Linked DNA regions of Mus musculus: all the other regions are linked to region 3. A link is a contact called in public HiChIP or PLAC-seq data. All regions are on one chromosome and are shown on one strand. Each heading gives the region's core, a stretch centred on a gene start, on an enhancer-like site or on the middle of the called end of the contact. The rest is flanking DNA. Distances are from core to core; before and after follow the strand shown.

What was found. HiChIP or PLAC-seq counts read pairs in DNA pulled down with a chosen protein or histone mark.
Region 1: a contact with region 3 is called in an H3K27ac HiChIP or PLAC-seq map of embryonic stem cells, with 3 times the contacts expected there. The contact joins the enhancer-like site here to the promoter of Plaat1 in region 3. A contact is called at or near these places in 9 of 39 promoter capture datasets (cranial neural crest, frontonasal cranial neural crest, hematopoietic stem and progenitor cells and 5 more), 8 of 484 Hi-C or Micro-C datasets (Sertoli cells, cerebellum, cerebral cortex and 4 more), 12 of 115 datasets of contacts at active chromatin or transcription factors (cardiomyocytes, embryonic forebrain, embryonic hindbrain and 4 more) and 1 of 9 other capture datasets (adipose tissue).
Region 2: a contact with region 3 is called in an H3K4me3 HiChIP or PLAC-seq map of neural tube, with 5 times the contacts expected there. The contact joins the enhancer-like site here to the promoter of Plaat1 in region 3. A contact is called at or near these places in 2 of 39 promoter capture datasets (embryonic stem cells and hippocampal neurons), 1 of 484 Hi-C or Micro-C datasets (the HL-1 cell line), 3 of 115 datasets of contacts at active chromatin or transcription factors (SST interneurons, embryonic stem cells and neural tube) and 1 of 9 other capture datasets (liver).

What each region holds. Positions count from the first base shown.
Region 1 is chr16:28,942,091-28,944,790 of GRCm38.p6, forward strand. No RefSeq gene overlaps it. Among named protein-coding and RNA genes, the nearest start is that of Mb21d2, 14 kb to the left of the region's middle. Within about 2 kb of position 1,336, at least 4 of the 459 cell types and tissues checked have an H3K27ac peak or open chromatin away from gene starts, as enhancers often do. A contact at or near this core is called in embryonic stem cells, where this site is marked.
Region 2 is chr16:28,878,573-28,881,272 of GRCm38.p6, forward strand. All of the region lies in intron 1 of Mb21d2 (Mab-21 domain containing 2), which reads right to left. Among named protein-coding and RNA genes, the nearest start is that of Mb21d2, 50 kb to the right of the region's middle. Within about 2 kb of position 1,264, at least 56 of the 459 cell types and tissues checked have an H3K27ac peak or open chromatin away from gene starts, as enhancers often do. A contact at or near this core is called in embryonic stem cells, liver and neural tube, where this site is marked.
Region 3 is chr16:29,208,677-29,211,376 of GRCm38.p6, forward strand. Plaat1 (phospholipase A and acyltransferase 1) reads left to right here and starts at 1,432. Exons shown (of 4, transcript NM_001357092.1): 1 at 1,432-1,633.

The DNA.
Region 1 (2,700 bases), core at 86-2,585, 270 kb before region 3:
AAGACATTGGTTGCCAGGTAGTCATAACAAGACAGATGTAGCAATGGGTCATCATAATAAGGTAGCTAGAACAACCTTTTGAAACAAAGGTAGGTTTGCAAGATGGTTATTAACTTTTTGAAACAAACACATGGTTGTCATTCCTGGAGCAGGCAAAAATGGTACATGTACCAATGTTACAGAACCATTTGTCATTAAAGTCATAGGTGAGGTGTAGCCTACCTAATCCTTGATAAACAGGCCTTTAAGCCAAAGAGAGAGGCAGGATGGATATTCAAAACAAATAGCGAAAACCATGCAGCCAAAACCAGCCTGGAACTTGCTCTGTAGACTAGGCTGGCTTGGAACTCACCTCTGGATCCTCTTGTGTGCTAGGATGAAAGAATATGGCATTTTCAATGGCATTCTTTTTTTTTTTTTAACACCTCTTTACCACAACAAACGCTTATTGAGACTGTATCGTATGCAGTTTCCTTGCTTGACACTGAGGACACAAAAGATTCTTGTCCTACTGGATCCTACATGCCAGGTCAATCATTTAATCACAAACTGGCGTTATTTACTAAATTTAATCTCTGTCTGTAACAGCTTCTTCTAGAAAGCCAGATCGATAACACACCTACATGAAGAGATTTCGTTTTTTTAAAAAATTGGCTCATCGGCTGTGAGGACTGACAAGTCCAACCTGCTATACCAGGCAAGTCTGGAACTGGTGGGGCAGAAGCAGGCTGGGAACACATCACACTGCATGCTGTGTGATTCCCTGCTGCAAATCTCGGGTGTTGTCTTCAGAACCTCTCAGCTGGCTGAATATGATCCATCTACACTGTATAGGTCCTGCTCCCCACACTGAAAGCTGCACTCCTATATGGACTGAGTAACTAAACGGGATATCATGAAAATTTTGACAATAAAGTGTTTCTGAGCACAGAGCAACCAAAAGTAAGTTAAAATCAAACTCCTACTAAATTCCCAGTATTTGTAACAGCATTCTCCCAGGTTACTTCATGTAACTTCACTTCTCCCTTGGTTCTGAGCATGTAAGACTCTGGCGAGCCTTAGCTTACTGGGGACCCCTTGAGTGAACCACGTAGGGATCGATACAAGAAGCAAGAGGAATTTATTGTTCCAGTGCACTGGGGTCATCCCAGACCCGAAGGAGAGACAGCAACCCCATGCTGCTCATTTAGTGAGCTATTTATACAGTTTTCAGGGCAGCAGCCATTAGGCACAATGTGATTGGCAGAACAGTGTGACTTTTTAAACTGATTGGTCTTTAGGTGGCAAGAACTTCCCTTGTCTGAAGGTGGGCAATGGTCAGTCCTGTGGAATGTGTCCTCACCTGCAGGTTGGTCCCCGCCCCCCACTGTGGTCTGAGGAATGCTAATTAGCCTCTCCCTTAGGGGGGGAGGGGCAAGTGTTCCATGACTTTCCCAAAGTTCCTGAGCTAACCTTTTCAAGCACACAAAAGTGCTTTGCAATGAGCAGGCTTTCACACCTAGCAACACGGACAAACTGCTTGAAACACCCTGACTCAGATTTAAAACCATTGCCAGGATGTAATTTGTAATGAATATGTGATAGTTGCAATCGAATTTTATTTGGCTTTATTGAAAAACCAAATCATGAAACTTGCAGGAAAATGGATGGGTCAGGAAACTATTATAGTCCAGGCAATAACCCAGACTCTGTTGGAAAGACAAAAAACCACATCTTCTCTTTCCTATGCAGATCCCACAGTGTTTATTTGGATGTAATGGGTATGAGTGGACTATACTCTGTGGACCTGGAAAGGGGGCTGCAAGAGAGTATTGGACGGAGAAGAGGCTTTGAGCAAGGGATGGGAACACAGACAGAGCTTGCTCTAAGTGCCAGGACTCAGATAGGCAACCATCGCATGGTAAAAGCTCTGCTGTTTTAACTGCATACTCAGTTTTCTGCTCTTACAGAAACACAATGGTTTTGTTACAGAAAATAAAGACTTTTTAATATTTTTCCACCATCATGCCTCAGCATGTAAATGTCAAATTCATATATCTTTGGATGGGATTGGACTGACTTGAGTGTTTAATTTTAAAAATTGCTGTTTGATCCGCTAACTTTGGGTTTCATGAAAACTCGTGAAATGAATTTTGCCTTGGGATTAAGGCAGAATCTCCCACAATTTCCGAAATGTCCCTAACACATTTCTGCCATGTTTTTTATTTTGTTTTTTTTATGAGAAGCAATGTTCTCAGCATTGATGATTATAAAATCAAAATATCAATTAACTCTGAAAAACAACCTGCAGGATCAAATATTCAGCCGAGATTTACTTCTTTATGTAGAAATCAACAAGCACAACCGTCTCATTAGTATGCAAATTTGTTTTCATGTTTCATAAACGGTAAAATTACATGGATACTCAAGATTTGCCTTAGAACAAATTTCTTGGTGATTTATTATCAATACAGGTTTGACTTATGTACCTATTTTGTATACCTGAGCTCATGTGGAAATGCCTTGCATAAAAGAGGATCATAGCAGAAATGTTTGGGAGAGCATTCATGTAGGGCGACTGCCTTGAACTCAAATCATTGTAGATGTTAACTATGTTTACAAAATATTCATCCAACAAACACTTAGATTAATGTTTGACCAAATACCTAGGCTGATGTTTGACCAAATGCCTAGGCTGAGCTTCACCATGCTGGTTCTTGA
Region 2 (2,700 bases), core at 14-2,513, 330 kb before region 3:
AAAAAAAAAAAAAACTAAAGAAAAAAAGAAAGAAAGAGGTGTGGGACAGAGAGAGGGGGGAGGATAGGAAAAAAGGGAGGGGAGGATGAAGGAAGGAGGGAGGGAAGAGAGAGAGAAATAGAGAAAAAAGAAAAATCACAGAAGATATGAACTTGGGATGGTCACAGAGTAAGGAGCGTTGGGAGGGGGTAATGGTGGATAGACAGGGCAGAGATGATCATCCACTTTATACATGTGTGGAATTGTCAAAGAATAAAAACTGTTTTAAAATTTTAACCAGACTATATTCCCTTTACAGTTTTTCCTTTTATCCATAATATTTATTGTATTACATTTTAAAGCCATAATTTCTGTGCTATTCTTATTGCTTATTTCCCTATCCTAAAATGACTAAGATCTAAGACACCAGAAGGTCCATCTCTATTTTGTTCGAAGGAGCTTAGAATAATTCCAGGCACAGGGCTGGAGATAGCTCAGTCAAGGGGGAAAGAGCTTGCACCGCCTACATGGGGAGCCGGGTCCAATCCCTAGACTCCACAGGAAAGCCAGGCGTGGTGACTCACACCTGGAATTCCAGCTTTGGAGGAGGATGGCTGTCCAGCCTAACCCAGGATCAGGCCAGACAGAGACCCTGTCTGGGGAAACAAGGTAATCAAGAAACACAGTCTCCTGGTGAACAAGCAGGCCTCCATGAGGAATGATAATCAAGGCCGCCCTCTGGCCTCCTCATGCAAGTGTACACACGTGTCTATGCACACACAAAGCGATGGAAGTTCCTAACACGAAAGAGGCCTTTAAATATTTGCTGAATGAATAACTGAACTGACACCAACAGAACTATTACGTCGCAAAATAACTTCCTGGACTCCACTGAACCAGACTAGGCGTAGAGATACCATCTCATCTCCTGGAGGGCAGACATTACGATATATGAAAGGGCTGAGACGACCCCACGTGATTAAGCAGAGCCGCAGAGACTTAAATAGACACGGGCAGGGTGTTTCAACACAGACTGCAAGGGATCCCTCCCGTGGACTCTTCTCGTTGAGGTGCAAAGCTCTCAGACATGGTGTCCACCAACCACACGCCTCAGTTCCTAACCATGTAGGCTGTGTGTGATGACCTGGATGTGTTTTAATGATGGGTGTGAACACATCTATATTCCGGAGAAGAATGCTGCCTGCTCTCAAGTCTCTGCTCGCCTCAACCCACCCAGGTACACTTAATGTCTGGAAACCTTTGGCCTCCAGCACAGCCCCTCCCAGAGCTGATTCAGCTCTGCGTGCGGCCTCCTGACAGAGCAGGGGGAGCCCCACCCAGCTCTGCGTTACTCCTCTAGCCCTAAATCTGCTGCTCTATACAGTAACCCAAGGTGGTAAGAATCAGTCCAGTACTACCGAGTATGTCCCAGAGTGTCTAAATCACAGGTCTGAGCTAAGGAACCCCACAGTGTTTTCCTCTGGACCACCATGACTTTGCCACTGTAAGTCACATTAAAATACCTTGTATACTCTAGCTTCTGAGCTCATGGTGTGACGTTCAAGCGCATAGTCCGCAGTTGGACCAAGCTTATCAACCCACTGTCAGCTATGTAACCCGTTCACACTTTTTCCCTTATCCCAAATGGGTGATAACGGTCACACCCACAGAGTAGGGTAATTATGAAGATCAATGAACCTCTGGGAAATCTCAAGGACCTATGAAACACACACACACACACACACACACACACACACATGCACACACACTCAAAAATACCGCTCCTGCAAAGAAAAATGTGGTCAGTTACCAGATACACCAGAAACACCATGCCAAGTAAAAGGAGGCAGACACACAGGAGGCTGCGTATGGCATGAATCATAAGTCTAGTAGGCAAGATGTTCAGAAGAGAGGGATTCTGTCTTTAAAAGTCGACTAGAAACTGCCAGTTGTTGTTGCCAAGGCTTGCCTGGGGGGAGGAGAGAAGAGGATGCTAATCGCAGGGATGGATAACAGCAACGGACCATTCTGTGGCTATACTAAAGCTATTGTCTGGCGCTTTAAAATAAAGAGACGCCTTTAAAGGTAGTATTCTCCTACGAGCTCCAAGAGGGCAATATTAAAATCTCCTCCCAATTCGCCCTCAAGTGTCCAACACAAAGCAAGACAAACTGAATGTCAAATAAATCAAGTACCCAGTGACAGCTGTGGAGCCAGAGTTTTCGAGGAAATATCAACAGACTTGAACAGCGGAGCAGCTCAGAGGAACGTATAGCCAGTGTGGGCAAAGTTTTATCCAGCCCCAGGCGTTTGGGGTAGCGCCAAGCCAGGATTGATTCACTGCAGTTGGGGTCAGGGGCACAGTCTGCCAACAGTGGGAAGGATCAAAGCAGAACAAGGTCAAACTAGTCCAGGGAAGGAACAAACCTCCCCCATCTTCTCTTCCCAAGTCAGGGACATTGATGGCTCCTACTGCATGGGTTCTATGGGGCAGACGTACTCATGTGGTCTCTGCTAGGAATGTGAATGAACTGGGGGAAGGGGGGTTTGAGGGGGGCGGCTGTCTGCCGAGAGAAACACCAGAGACAAATAGCAACAGTTTCTTTGCTTGAATTGGCAGCCAGTAAAGAATTCTTAAAGACATCCCGGTGCTTGGCTGAGCCATCCTTGAAACCATCCCAATACACATGTTCTCTGGGCCATCCTTTCCGCCGAAAGTGG
Region 3 (2,700 bases), core at 182-2,681:
TGACTCCTGATTGTGCTCTGTCTAGAAGGTGTCAAGTGCGACCATGCGCTGCAGATCCCAGCAACCAATCCACATCCACAACCCTTATGAAAGCAGCTGCCTAGCAGAGATTTCCCTCATGTGACCAACACTTCAAGCCTAGCAGCTACAAAGCTTTTGTATGGTGTCTTTTGGTTGCAATCCCATGTCTGCCAGTGGACAAATCTAGACATGACTAGTTTTAGCAAAGTCCTGGGTCGCTCCCAGAAAAGCTCACGGAGCAGTCTGCCCATCCTTCCCAGCTTAGCTGGCTGGAGTTCCTGGGCACTCTGTTAAGCCAGGAGAAAGAGGATCCTCACCATTTCCAGCTCTATTTTTAACCTCGGCGGCTGTGGTTCTGAAGTCTGTCTGGCCTGAAAAGGCAGGATCGCTGTGTCATGAGTCAGGAGTGAAGCAGAGAACGGAACCTATTCTGTCCAGATCCAGGGCTTTTCAGGGCAGGGCAAGGGAGGGAACGCTGCCTCTGGTTCTTAATGAAGGCCAGCTCCATCCCATCCCAAGCTAGGTAATTTCCCCCATTTCCCCTGCTTGGGAAGGAAGCACCCTGAGGTCTAGGGAATGGAGGATCCCCATTTGCCCTATCTCCTCCTCCTCCTCCCCTCTCCTCATACTTACGTTGATTTTTGTCCAAGTAGCTAGTCAGTGTATCTTCTTTGACCCCCTGGGTTCTGGGTTCTAAGAAGGGCTATTTTGTGGGCACTCATGTAGGACTGTATGAGTCATGGGCTTTTCTAAAGCAATACATCTTCCACTCTTCGTTGAGTCAAAGAGGGAGAAGTTTCTTTGGAGTGCAGAGCAGAGGGAAAAAAATTTGTCCCATAAGGAATCGGTGTCCAGCGTGGACATGGTGTATTGTTTATCTATGAGGACTATCCCTAAACATTTCTGGACTCTGCACAAGACAAGCCATCCTTAAAACTGTAGCACCTAGCATGGCAGAGTCTGTTACCACAAAAGTTTGTCTCAGGAAGGTCCCGGTTGCTGGGAGAAAGAAACCAAGCAGGCACTGGGCTGGAACTGAGCTGTGAGCAGGCGATTTGTGTGTCTGTTACAGCCAGCTTGAGGGCTTCAGTGTCAGGTGACCAGTCTCCAAGGTAGGGACTCCCCAAGCAGGCTGGGGACTAGCAGAGGAAATGGGGGAGCCTCGACCTCTGGAGGGTGCCTAGGATTTTGGGGGTCCAAGTCTGTCGTGGGCACAGAGGTTCTGGGGGTGGGGGTGGCGATGGAGCCTGTTGTGTGCAAGGAGAATCCGGGGATCCCATGCCTGAGGCGTGCTTGGAGGATTTGGGTGGCGGGGAGGGCGCGGGTCTGGGCCGAGCTCCAAAGACCAGGGGTAGGCGCCAGGGACCCCAGGATGCAGTCTGGCAGGCGCGCGCCAGGAACCCGCGGAGGGATCAGAGGTGGCGCGGCGCGCGGACGCTGGCGTTGACGCAGCGGAGGGAGGCTGTGGTGGCCTTGGCTGTGGCCTTGGCCTCAGGGCGATGCGGATGGAGTCACCCAGGGTCTGCTAGCGGCACCGCAGCGAGCCCGTGGAGAACCCGGGAAGCCCGTCACTGCCTCCAGGGCACTAAGACAACCCAGCTTGAGCAGGGAGGTGCGTTGGGGGAGGGAATGGATGCGCTCTAGGCGCTAGGCAACCTTGTTTCTGCCCGTCGCAAAGTTCAAAGGTGAAACAGCTGCTGACTAAAACCCAGCCTCCTCTTTTTTTATAAATGGGAGCAGGAGAACAAGAGACCCTGCTTTCCAAGGCTTGGAAACTGTTGAGTGGCCGAACAGATACTGGAAACTCAATCTGCTGGGCAGAGCAGACTTCTCAGCTCACTGAAGTGACTACCAGAGTGACCACGTTTGTCTTAGATCCTGGAACGGGGGACAGTGATATTATCTTGGCTTTTAGTACTATGATTATGACTTGTGTTCTGAAAGCCGTGAACAGGTCTCGAGTTCTTGGCTCCTGTATTCATTTAACATTTACTAGGCAGGTATTTGTGTCTCTCTCTCTACTAGGAATGGGATGCCTAGAGATAAACAAGAAACAGCCCTCTATCTGGGAAAGCAGAGAAGGTCCCCAGACACCAGTTACTGACGCAGGTTCAGGAAAATAGAGCTTCAGGGAACTCAGGAGGTGTCATTATGGCAGACAGAGAGATAGTGGAGTGAGAGAGTGAGCCAAGATCTTGGCAAGATTAAGATGGAGTCAGTACCAGGGAGCCTAGGAAGAAACAAAGCATGGTTTTGATGCGATGGTTTATGATGAGTTTGTCCCAGAGTGAAAGCTCTTAGGTGCAGGGTAAATTCTGGGATAGGATCCATCATGCTCCGGGATCTGAGTGCAAGACACTCTAGACACACAGCATCACAGGAGCCTCTCCTCTCAGCGGAGCATGGCTGTGGATGGAAATGGGAGCCTATCTAAATTGGATGGAGAGGCTCTTGGAGGCTGGGGAGCCAGTGATCAGTAGTGAATATGTTTCACACTTCCACGAGTATTTTTGGAGGGAGCCAGGGAAACACTCTCCTGGGTATCCTACAAGACCGGCGGTCTCGTAGACGTGAATAGCACTCATGAAATGTCCCTATAACCATCTCTGTGCAGTACACTTATTTCTTTTGATGCCTCCCCAGATGCATCTGAGGTAGTGCAATAAACAGAGCAGTCCG